Linked DNA regions of Gasterosteus aculeatus: region 1 is linked to region 2. The links are chromatin contacts, called in public Hi-C maps. All regions are on one chromosome and are shown on one strand. The core of a region is the stretch at or near the end of the contact, and the rest is flanking DNA. Distances in the headings are between cores, read along the strand shown. Region 1 holds the start of mrps5 (mitochondrial ribosomal protein S5). Region 2 overlaps slc8a1b (solute carrier family 8 member 1b).

Region 1 (2,741 bases), core at 182-2,681, 88 kb after region 2:
TCCTCTCCCATCACAGTCTCCGTACGAAGCTCTGAGCCTTCACGGCCTACGGAGGGACCTCCTCACAAAGACAGCTTGAAGAGGGTTTAACTGAGCCAATGTTTCTCATAATCACTTTGATGCTATTTTCAGAACCGTGATGTTATTTTTGATGTCAAGTCTTCACTTGTAACAGCGGCTCTCCAACGTTCAACACATTGTACGATCAGATGTTTAAAGGAACCTTTCACCTGCAGGTTCATCGGTTCAAACAACGGATTTATCATGAAATACAACAGGAACATTCATTTAGATCACCTACATAAAAGATACCATAGTTTCACTATGTGGCTGTTTGTACATCAATCAATCAATGTTGCTGTAAAAAATAGACTATACAGGTTTCATTACTGTACTGAATGTAAATACATCCCTGTAAAAGTACTACTGTAGTAGAAAGAAGAGTACACACAGTGGGATCATTGAACACAATGTGACTGAAATACAATAAAATCACAGTATAAGTTTACTTGAATCAAGGTCCTGGATGGACGTACAGAACGGCAGCATGGGGTGAAGAGTGCTACATGGACGGTAGAAACAGTGTCTGATAGAGAATGATGATCAAATATCACATCCACATCGCTTCATGTTCCACACTAATGAAACCTCACGGTCTAAACGATATTGTTGGTCAGTATCCATAAAACCATCTGAGGCTTATGCAGCAAATACTGCAGTTTGATCAATGTAATGAAATGAATGGACGTAACGCAGGAATTGCATTTTGAAATAGTACTTTGATGTCACATTGAGTCACATTGAACAGGTGATTTTAGTTCAATTAACAAATTATCTTAGTTTTTTGTGTATTTGAAAATATGCAGTTTGATCATTGGTTGTGAGTTTTATATCAAGAGTTTGGAAAAATGGCATCAAGGTTCTGAAATTAGCAGCAAAGTGAGCAAAGCAAAAAACTGTGAAGAGGACAAAGTGTGTGTGTGTGTGTGTGTGTGTGTGTGTGTGTGTGTGTGTGTGTGTGTGTGTGTGTGTGTGTGTGTGTGTGTGTGTGTAGTATGAGAGAAGGAAGACAGACGAACAGAACAAGCATATTTACTGTGTGTTTTTATACTATATTTTAATTCAGATGATTTTAAGACTGTTTTCTTAATTATTTTTACAAAGTGAAGTACATTGTTATATTTATTTTTATATAATTTATCTGCTTTAACTCCCGTCTCGTTTATATTTATGTATATTTTTCATCAAACAGTTGTTTCATGTTGCAATTAACTACTCAAATAACTCATGTTTTTAGGAACATGCTTGACATTTTTAATATGTGATCAAAGTTAATTTTTGATTTGATTTTAGAACGAGACAAAGCATGTTTGTTTCTGTTGTGGAACCTTTAAGTCACAATTATTCAAACGTACCGGGGCCCTAAAACGTGAGACAATAGTGTAGATCAGCCTCCACTGGTCCGTCCAGCTAAAGCCGAGGTGACACTGTTCGGAATGTGGCTGAATCGGATTATCAAATAACCCCAAACCCGGTGTGTATTTTCCCTCTTTTCAACAGGCGGAGTTTAGACGCCTTGTTGTCCGCCGAAGGACCCTTCGTAAATCCAACATGGCGGCGTCCATCCGGCTGTGCTGTGTCCTCCGCGTCTCCATCGGAGGTGAATTCTCTTTGTTGATTCCTCCTCCGCAGCTTTAATGAACGTCTCTCTGTGATGGTCGGAGTATTATTTATAACGTGCGTCAGTTGACACGTGGGACGTTTGATTAATGACGTCATTTCCGCTGACTGACCGCGGACCAGCCGGTCGCCGCTGCGCGACGTGCTCAGAAATCCTTCGTTTAGGTGGTTCTGTCGTTGATGTGATTTAAGTGATGTAAGTGATATAAGTGATGTAAGTGATGTAAGTGATGTAAGTGATGTAAGTACAGGTGTTCGTACTGCAGACCTGAATAGAAAATAGCCACCAAACCTCATTCTAAATAGTGTCAATTTAACACCTCGGTGCTTATTAGTAAATGTAGGAAACAAGAGTCACGTGATGTCTGAGTCCATGTTCTTTAATCCGGTTCACTGTGAACCAGCTAAATACCGACATCCACTGTCCCTCGCTGGGTTGATGCTGCTGCAGCTCCTACGTTCATCTGAGTGATTTAATCTCTCCAGGTTCAGGCTTCGTGAGGCCTTTCCCACAATGCACCTCTGTCCCGCCCCTCAGGTGCAGCGCCCCTGCTCTGCGGTCGAGGAGTCGTCCAGGCGTCCCAGCTGGCGAGCCGAGCCCCCCTGCAGAGAGGCCCCGCGGCCCCCCGGTGTCCCCCCACGGCGTGGCAGCAGAGCAGGCAGGGCAGCTTCTTCAACAAGCGTGAGTGTTTGGGACGACGGGGACTATGAACCAAGCAATGTGCGAGGAACAGATGTCTCACTGTGTGTGTGTGTGCGTGTGCGTAGTGACGGCTGACGAGCTGTGGAAAGGCGTGTTGGCGGAGTCGGGTTCTGGTGCCAGGAAAGGCCGAGGAAAGAGAACCAAACGCAAGATGAAGAAAGACCTGAACAGAGGACAGATCATTGGAGAAGGTGAGACATCCGTCTGTCTCCGTCTGTCTGTCTGATATTTAGTTTAAGCTGCTCATGATTCTTCTGAAAGCTGCAATCCTTCTGGACAAGTCGTTACTCTCTCATCCTCCACGGAGGAGCTGGAGGAGGATCAGAACTGTGTTCATACTCGTGTCCCTGACCCCCCC
Region 2 (2,700 bases), core at 2-2,501:
CGTTTTTTTGCTTTTTTTTTTTTTTGGTCGTATTTTGTTCACAGGACTCGACCGTCTTTCCCTCGACACACGAGCACAGAAACGCACGCGGACGCACGCGGCTTGTAGTGGCTTAACAGTGGCGGCGGTGTGTCCTCCGTCTGAGCGTCCGGCCATGCAGGGACGCCCTGACGTGTCCTCCAGGGTCTCTTGCTGTGGTTGGAGACGGGAGTACGGTTGGAGGACGCGGCGCTCGTCTTGCGTGCGCCTGGTCGATTAGTTTAATGTATTTAACACGGCGGGTTAAGAACAACCTGATTGGTTTGGATTTATAGATCAACACAACAAAAACTATTCCTTATTTTATTACTCTTCTTCTTCTCTCCTCTCGCTCTCCGGACTCGTCTCTCCGTCCACGCTGTCTCCGTCTGCTCCAATGCGTCGTCCATTTCTCCGTCTGTACATCCATTCACCTGTCAATCAATCTATTGCGTAAAGGGAGGCAGTGATAGATCGATGGTTTCACGCCTCCCGTGTCCCCCCCCCCCTCCTAGAAGCCCGTGATGTGGCAGTAGGCCTCCAGCGAGGAGAACAGGATGTAGAGCAGCCACAGGCTGACGAACAGCATGGTGGTCACCACCTTCGCCGTCCGCGGCCCCCCCAGCTCCCCGCCGATCTCCGGCCGCCGTCGGTACATCAGCGTGCCGACGGCGATGAAGGCGAAGATGGTGAAGAGCGTGACGGAGAAGGCCAGCTTGCCCGGGTCCACCCTGAACTCCTCCCCCTTGCTGCTGTGGTAGATGGCGGCGATGGACCAGGCCACCTGGGGGGGGGGGGGGGGGGGGGGGGCACAACGACTGAGTAACGGCAACACTCACACGGTTGAATTCCCCAGTATGACCAGCGTAGGTGGGCGGGACTCACCCCGATGCCCAGGAACACGTTGACGGCGTTGGAGCCCGTCACGTTACCGATGGATGCGTCTGCATACTGATCCTGGGTAGCGGCCACCTTGCTGGCAAAAGTGTCTGAGGGAGAAAAAGCAGGAACATTCAAGCTTTCCAAGAAGTTTCAGTCAAAGCTTCTAGAGTTAAAGCTGCATTCTATGTGGTGACCAGCAGGGGGCGACTCTACTGACTCTACTTCTCTCTTCATTTATTCCCTCAGTAAACATTGTAAACCTGATGATGCTATTCTTCTGTTGGGGGGGGGGGTGATCTGTTTACACCCTGATGGTAGAATAATAACTCTCCTGGTTGCCAGACTACAGCAGCCCCTCATTGAGAGAGAGAGAGGACCACATGAGGACCACATGAGGACCACATGAGGACCACATGAGGACCACATGAGGTCAGCTGGTATCGCTCGTGTCCTCGCTATTGTCCCCTCGTTGGTCTCATGAGGCGTCCTGCTTTTATCAGCGGAGACAGTGAGAGGCGACGCTGGTGATGTAATAGAGGAGGAGGAGGAGGAGGAGGAGGAAGAGGAGGGGGAGGATAGATCTCCCCATACACCTTAAAGCTTCACAGCTCTGATGGGCTTAAGAGTGTGTGTTTGTGTTTGTGTGTGTGTGTGTGTGTGTGTGTGTGTGTGTGTGTGTGTGTGTGTGTGTGTGTGTGTGTGTGTGTGTGTGTGTCGGCCATGGGAGGCTCTGTTAACAAGCCTGAAAGCCTCACAAAGGCCGAACCACTTTGTTTCCTTTCTGCAGCTCAACTCGTTGTGTGGTCATGTGTGTATTTCTGTATCATAAGCAGCTGTGTGTGTGTGTGTGTGTGTGTGTGTGTGTGTGTGTATGAAAGTCTATATATGTGTGTATGATGGTATGAAATACATTAGTTTCTTTCCCCCTGAGCTCCCTAAATGGGAGGCAGTGACCACCTGAGCCTGGGATGACGGATAGCTATATGCTAATAGCAATAGCTCCCAGTGCAAGTGTGTGTGTGTGTGTGTGTGTGTGTGTGTGTGTGTGTGTGTGTGTGAGACCATGTCAAGTTAAATCACACTTTTTTTAATTAATTTAAATAACTTTCACTGATGGTTTTGTATATAATATAATTTAATACATATAATATAATTTAATTTAGGTGACTGTTTCATAATCGGTTAGAAGATTAATTTATTTTCCTGTTAGCTAAAAAATTCCATCGTTCCTTTTCAGAAGGACCTCCTTCGATATATATACATATACACACATATATATATATATTCAAACATCTCCAAGGGCACATTTACATGCTGCTGCTGTGTCACGTGACTGCTACTTGAATGGACCTTGGTGATGTTCTGAAGGTTCTGCTCAGAGGGAGAACGGGAGGAACCGAGAACAGGAGAGGACTTAAAGACGTGGAGGTTTTACTCTGTGGCGGAGTGGCTGAGGAGCTCAGACCTCCTGAGGAGAGCGGTCTAACAGCAGGACCTTCAGGGCCACTGTCGTGTGAGTACGAGAGGATGAGAAGACGCCGCCTCTCACCTGGTACGGACGTTCCCAAGGCAACGAACACCACCGCTGTGACGGAGTCCTTCAGGCCGACGGTGCAGCCGAAGTGAGAGGCCAGATCGCCTGAGAGGAGACACCAGAGAACATTAGACCTCTACAAGATGTCAATGAATGCTCCTCCTAATGAGGGATGAAGGGGTGAAGGTTCACGTTGGGGGGGTGGGGGGGTCCTACCGATGACCGCGGTGAGCAGCCCGATCATACAGATGGAGACCACGAAGCAG

Evidence for each region. Hi-C and Micro-C count contacts between places; a contact is called where the count stands out from the background.
Region 1: a contact with region 2 is called in a Hi-C map of skeletal muscle, with 1.8 times the contacts expected there. The contact joins the promoter of mrps5 here to the enhancer-like site in region 2. A contact is called at or near these places in 2 of 6 Hi-C or Micro-C datasets (liver and skeletal muscle).

The regions. Positions count from the first base shown.
Region 1 is chr6:20,067,363-20,070,103 of fGasAcu3.hap1.1, forward strand. It overlaps mrps5 (mitochondrial ribosomal protein S5), which reads left to right and starts at 1,432. Exons shown (of 12, transcript XM_078104316.1): 1 at 1,432-1,660; 2 at 2,219-2,362; 3 at 2,449-2,574. The coding sequence starts at 1,612.
Region 2 is chr6:19,979,875-19,982,574 of fGasAcu3.hap1.1, forward strand. It overlaps slc8a1b (solute carrier family 8 member 1b), which reads right to left. Exons shown (of 11, transcript XM_078104314.1): 8 at 2,651-2,700; 9 at 2,450-2,539; 10 at 904-1,007; 11 at 341-802. The coding sequence ends at 530. Among protein-coding and RNA genes, the nearest start is that of LOC120821084, 20 kb to the left of the region's middle. Within about 2 kb of position 1,252, at least 2 of the 9 cell types and tissues checked have open chromatin away from gene starts, as enhancers often do.